2 separate regions of the Canis lupus genome follow, and region 2 is linked to region 1. The links are chromatin contacts, called in public Hi-C maps. All regions are on one chromosome and are shown on one strand. The core of a region is the stretch at or near the end of the contact, and the rest is flanking DNA. Distances in the headings are between cores, read along the strand shown. Region 1 overlaps MXI1 (max-interacting protein 1). Region 2 holds the start of SMC3 (structural maintenance of chromosomes protein 3).

Evidence for each region. A called contact is a pair of places that touch in the nucleus more often than the background predicts.
Region 2: a Hi-C map of blood shows a contact between it and region 1, with 2.2 times the contacts expected there. The contact joins the promoter of SMC3 here to the enhancer-like site in region 1. A contact is called at or near these places in 2 of 9 Hi-C or Micro-C datasets (both in blood).

Annotation. Positions count from the first base shown.
Region 1 is chr28:21,811,946-21,814,944 of UU_Cfam_GSD_1.0, reverse strand. All of the region lies in intron 1 of MXI1 (max-interacting protein 1), which reads right to left. LOC111093049 (a long non-coding RNA gene) reads left to right here. Exons shown (of 3, transcript XR_005380586.1): 3 at 2,523-2,999. Among named protein-coding and RNA genes, the nearest start is that of MXI1, 14 kb to the right of the region's middle. Within about 2 kb of position 1,579, at least 14 of the 20 cell types and tissues checked have an H3K27ac peak or open chromatin away from gene starts, as enhancers often do. A contact at or near this core is called in blood, where this site is marked.
Region 2 is chr28:22,112,660-22,115,658 of UU_Cfam_GSD_1.0, reverse strand. It overlaps SMC3 (structural maintenance of chromosomes protein 3), which reads right to left and starts at 1,458. Exons shown (of 29, transcript XM_038578770.1): 1 at 1,302-1,458; 2 at 286-361. The coding sequence starts at 1,316.

The DNA of each region.
Region 1 (2,999 bases), core at 330-2,829:
ACATGTTGGGTAAAGGGAAGAATGGAATTATTTAAAAGAAAATAGCTCTTCACCAAGATCTATTAGTGGAAGGCAGAAATGATTAAGGTTGAAAGTTTCTACAACTTAAGCTTTAGAATCCAAATTGCTAAGGGCTACTCCAGGAATTTTAAAAAGGTAGATTTATGACAAAAGTCTCCCCAATAGGAGATAAACCATGCAACAGGCAATCAAAAAAAAAAAAAAGTACCAACTAAAATACACATGGGTTTAAATTCATAGATCAAAAAAATAAATAAATTCATAGATCATAAGACCTAGCAGGTTATTAAGAGAAAGCTGGATGCTTGGTACCCATGCCAGACCTTTCACAGTTGACCTCCAGATGAATTAACCAGCCCTTCTTTTAGAGCCATAGCCAAGAGGGAAAGGAGGAAATGGAGAGTAGGGCAGGAGTCACCAAAAAGGCCACCTGCATCTGTTGAAGAAGAGCAGAGATGATGGTGATGGAGGGCAGTGGGACAGTGTCAACCAAAGGCGCCATTTCCTTCTCCCTGCTTTGACTGACTCCTAGAGTTCTTGCTCTACCACTGGCCACAACGGCTTTCCACAGTACAAAGCTTGGGGCTCTAGCCTCGGCAAAGTAATGTGCTTCACCTTCCCTCAGCATCAGTCCCAGCCTGGAGGAACCCAGAGGCAGCTATGGCCTTTCTTTTGTTCAAATGAATCCAGTTTGCCCTACAAATGCAGATGGGGAAACTGAGGAAAAGCAAGGCTTCCAAAGTCTTCTGACCAAAGAACCTGGAATCTTATCTGCAATCCTGCAATCTCTGGACTGCAATCTCTGCAGTCCTTTCCCTAAAGGATCTCTCTCAGGGTAGCCTCATTGGAAGATGGGAAAAGTCCCCCTGAATCCCCCAGGCCTATAACAAACACAGCCCAGATGGGGGCCATATCCCCCCGGTGGCGGCGGGGGGGGGACAGAAGGCAAAGCTCTCCACTCTTAGGAGTCCTTTCTGTCACAGTTTACCCAGTGCAAATTTCCAAACGACTTTTTTTTTTTTTTTTTTTTGGATCCAAACGACTTATTGCATATTCACGAACAATGGAGGAGGCTGGTCTGTATTACATCTTTTCTGCAGACAGGAGAGATGGAAACAGGGGAAGGGACCCTGAGGTTAAGTTACAAGCCCCCAAGTCACTGTATCGGTAACACCTGGAGCTTGAGAGAACTTCCCTGAAAGTGCAAAATGCTTGTGGCGCAGGGCACTGGTTTCTGCAATTATCTTTAAGGATGGGGGTTTTCAAATACTGAAGGCTGAAGACGGAGGAAGAAGGGTGAGTCCTGAGCTCCTACTAAAGGAGAACCGTCACAGTGCTACATCTTTCCATCCTCCACCCCAAAACGACAACCGCAGCCTCCTTCTCCTTCCCACCTCCCCCCTCAGGGCCCCAAAACGTGAAGAGCAGCAGAAAACCTTTGCCTCTGCCCAGTGAGTCAGCCTTGCCTAACTTCATGCGTAAGCTCTCCTGGAGTCAGCGGCAGCTCAGAGCTGCGGGTCTGCGCGCAGCCGAGATAAATTTGGGTCTAGAAGGGATGACGTAATGCTAAACCCGAGAGGTAGCTGCCGCCTCCCGAGGCTCCAGTCGCCAGGGCCGCCGGCTGACATCCCAAGCACACGGAAAAGCACCGAGCGACCCAGGTGCCCGAGCTGGGGGGACAGGGAGAGAAGGGACAAAGGGGCGGGAGGAAACGGCAGGGGGAGGCAGTGTTCATCCGAGATCGCTGAATCTGGAAGTTTGTTGTTTTTAACTTCAGTTTTCTGGTGAGATCAGGCCACTGGCAGAGGCTCAAACAGCTGCACTTGACTTCCATCCTGGTCTATCTCTTCCCCCTTAGGAAAGGGCTTCTTACAATTTTATTAAATAGCCCTTCTTACAGCAGCCTGCTTCGGCGATTATAATGGATGTGGTAATTTCTCGAATGTCCTTTCCCTTCTTTTTTGCATTAACTTGGATCCAAGAAGAAATCTGCATTGCAGGACTCAGTTCATAGGCACCTCTAAGACACTTGCTGCCCCTGGAGCATCCATCCCACTTGGGGGTGCAACTGATAAAGTGTTCTGGATTTTGGAAAGGGAATTTGCTAGGGACATGTCAAGTTAATGTCCCCTCAAATAATATTTCATGGTTTATTTCATAGACGTTTATCTTGTTAAGCTTGTTCCTCAGTTCAGTCTCCATTTTTCAGATGAGAAAACTGTGGGCCAGAGAGGTATGGTAACTTACTTGAGGCCACACAGCAGCTATCTATCAAACCCACCAAGCAAGGATTAGGTTTCAGGCCCACAGACTCTCCTGTGCTCTCTACCCATCTCCATAGTTCTTTTTCTGGTTGACTCGTGTTCTTAAAAATAAACAAATAAATAAATAAATAAATAAGAATACATTTTCTGATCTTTTTAATGTGTGGAGCACCAAACCTTTAAATATCAAGTTACATTCCAAAGGGATCCAAAGCCTGCTTTTGTTTTCTGTTTAAGGTTCATTCTTCTCTAAGGAAAAGGTGGCCTCAGAATCAACTCCCTTCCTGGTGATGAGCACAAGCCATATGCCTAACCTCATGACACCCCTTTAATTAAAAGACCACCACAGGTAAATCATCTTTACTATATGGAAATAGTTTCCTTCATCAGGAATATGCCTCCTGTTTCCTTTTTGCCAAATGACATTTCATCATTTGTTGCCCTAGCCACTTACTATTCTCCTTTAATTTGAGGTTATACTCATTTGTACTGGTAGATTTCATGACTTTCAGCCATTCCTGGCATATAGCCTGCTCAGCCATGGTATGTTATTCTTTTGAAACATCGCTCATTCCATGAATTAACATTTTCCTAAAAATGTTTGCATCTATATTCAAAAGCAAGAATATACTGTATATATTTTTGGTTGCATGTATCAGGTTTTGGATGCGATGATCTGTTCTTTCAAAGGTAGATGCATCTTGCTTTTAAAAC
Region 2 (2,999 bases), core at 209-2,708, 300 kb before region 1:
ATTCGATCCCGGGTCTCCAGGATCGCGCCCTGGGCCAAAGGCAGGTTCCAAACCGCTGTGCCACCCAGGGATCCCTTATGCAAATATTTTAATGTATAAAATAAGCAAACCATCAGTGCTGATAGACATGTTATGTCATATACAAAAAACATGTATTTACTTATGTCATACTCCAAGCCAATTCCTCTTTTCTTAAACCTAAAAGGACAGAATTTTTTTTTTTAAGGACAGAATTTAAATGGTTCTACACCTATAAATCTGAAGTTGTAAGCCATGGATACTTACCAATGACATTATGTTTTGAGCTGAAGGGATCTACAATTGTTTGATCTCTGTAACTCCGAAAACCCTGGATGATAACCTGATAAATAAAAAAAGGCACTTTTCAGGGAACATATACTAAAAGAAGTAACTCCTAAACTAACGTTTCTCCTCGGCACTTCTCTCTTTCTGGCTTCTCCCCTAATGCAAGATAGAAAACTTTCAATTTCATGTAAGAGAAACTCATTCTGGAAAGTGGGGATTAAAAATCCTACAAAAAAACAAAAAACAAAAACACCTGCCGGTTTACTGGTAACCACTGGCACTGTTGGAAACTGTGTCAAGCAGGCGCGCTGGGCTGGCCCCAGTTTTCTTATCCAAAGCGTTTCCCTCAGACTCACTAGCCAAAAAACAAAAACAAAAAAAAAAAAAAAAGCAGACGTTCCAAGAAAGGGATGCTTAAGAGTCCAACACATCCCACAGAGAAACTTCTCCAAGAGCGTGAAGGGCTCGTCTCCGCGGTGGACTGCAGCGCGGGAAGACCACATTTTGACAGAAGTACACAAGTGGACGAGGTGGCGCTACACCTTCCGCGAGGGGGGGCGTCCCCTTCGCGTCTCCCGCAATTCGAGGACAAAGACCCGCGGCTAGGCTGACACCCCAACCCGAGCCGCCCCCCCACCCCCGGCCGAGCAGCGCCGCGGGGCTGAGGCGAGGAGACCACCGCTTCACGCGCCCCCGCCGCGGCCCCCAGCCAGCTCGGCGCCCTCGAGCCCGCCCGCCCTCCAATCCTCCTGGAGCGCCCGCCTCCTCAGGGGAGCGCCCCGCGAGGCGGCCCGCGCTGCAGACCCGCGCCCCAGTTCTCAGGGCCCCGCGTCGCGGGGCGGGGCCTCTCCCCTCCCCCGCAGCCCGCGTTCAGCTCGGGGTCCGCCCTGCCGGGAGGCGGGAGGCGACAGGCCCCGGTCGCCCCGCGACACCCCCGCCTCACGGAGCGGCCCTCCGAGGCCCGTGACGGGGCGGGCGGGACGCACGGACCTCACCTGCTTTATGTACATGATTCCGCGCCCCTCGCCGGGGAGGACTCCTCCGGAGAAGCGACAGCGCGGTCGTGGGGTCCAGTGAGACGCCTACGAGACCCCTCCCCCAAGGCGCCGCTCGCCCCGCTCCAGCCAAACAAAATGGCGGCGCCCGTGGAGGCGGAGTCCGCGCCTTGGGCGGAACCATTCTCTCGGCCCCTACAGAGCGTAGGGGGCGTCGGGGTCTGGTCTTCTCTTTCTTTTTGTCCAAAGGAGCCTTACACGGCGTCCCTAAGTGGATTTCATTTGATTGTTGAGTCTGTAGCTGAAATTCTCCTGAAAATTAGTCGGAAGCTTCGTTCGGAAAAGCCTTGTGCGTGAGGTTGGCCCGTGTTCCCTCCGAGCGCGGAGCCAATGGTTGCGTCCACAAGGGGCGAAAGGTTCGGCGCCAAAGGCAAGAGTGAGAGCCCGAGAGCCAATAGCGGGGCTTGCCGGTGGCCACGTGACCTCGGGCTGTTTAAAAACGCGCACCCGGCGCGGCTCTTGCAACCTGCAGGGTCTCGGAGACCCGGGGGCGGCGGCCGGTCTCTCTCCGCGCTCTCTGGGGGTTTATGTGAACCTAGAATGGCCTCCCCGGCTCGGAGCGCACTCGCAGCGCAGCCCGGAAGGGACGTGTCGCTCGAAAATGTGTTGTAATACTGTGAAAATTAATAGCCTGGACTTCTTCCTTTCTTCTGCTGAAAATCTAGGCAGATTTGGACAATTGCAACAAAAAGATTTAGATAAGAATAAAAGCTTTTTTATTTTCTTTAACAGCCTGAAAGATGGTGCTAGCAGCGCCGTTTAGATCTAATCTGATCACTTTTAGGAAGGAAAAAACTTTAGTTAGAAATTGGATCTCTGGGCCGCTGTAAAATTACCTGCCCCTTAAGTCAGTCGATCTTTGCTGCCCCTCCCGCTGCTGTGAGCTGTTCCAGCCCTAATTATTTCTAGATTGAACTGTTTTTAATGACCTGCTAACTTCATCCTTTTCACCCTTGGTGCTGGCAAGGTCAAATCCTTTGCAGCTCTTGGAGTTTAAAAAAAGAAAAAGAAAAAAATCCCTCAAACATTTCTCTGGGATTAGTGTCTCTACAGTGTCAATTTCTGTGGGATTGGAGGCATATTAATAATTAAAGTTGAAAGCCTCCATTTCCTATTCCATAACATAAGGATGATAAAAATCACTTCATTTTTAGAATTAAAAATGGGACGTATAAAATAATTCTATTTACTCAAATTATAGAGATGTATGCCCCTGAGACTTCTATGAAATTGCAGTCTGGCTGACATCTTGTAATGAGACCTGGGGAGAGGACCTGGTTATGCTGTTACCCAGGCTTCTGACCCTGCTTCAAAAAATTCTGAGGCTGTAGACCTTTCAGAAAAATTCAACCTGGTTTACAGTATCTGGAGCAATAAAGACTCCAAGGACAGTGAAGGTGAAGTATAGGGCAGGGACTAAGTACACATATGATAAAGACCCTGGAGGTCATAGTTTCTCATCCTCCTCTTGATACTCCTTCCATTGTTAAGACAGTCCAAAATAAAGCCCTATCTCTAAGCTATTTTCAGTTCACAATCTTTTATCATCCCTGGAAGGGATCACAAATGATTTTATCTCTAAGTTACTTCTCCAAACCTCTTAAAAAAGACTTTTTAAAAAATGTGTGCCCTACCTAT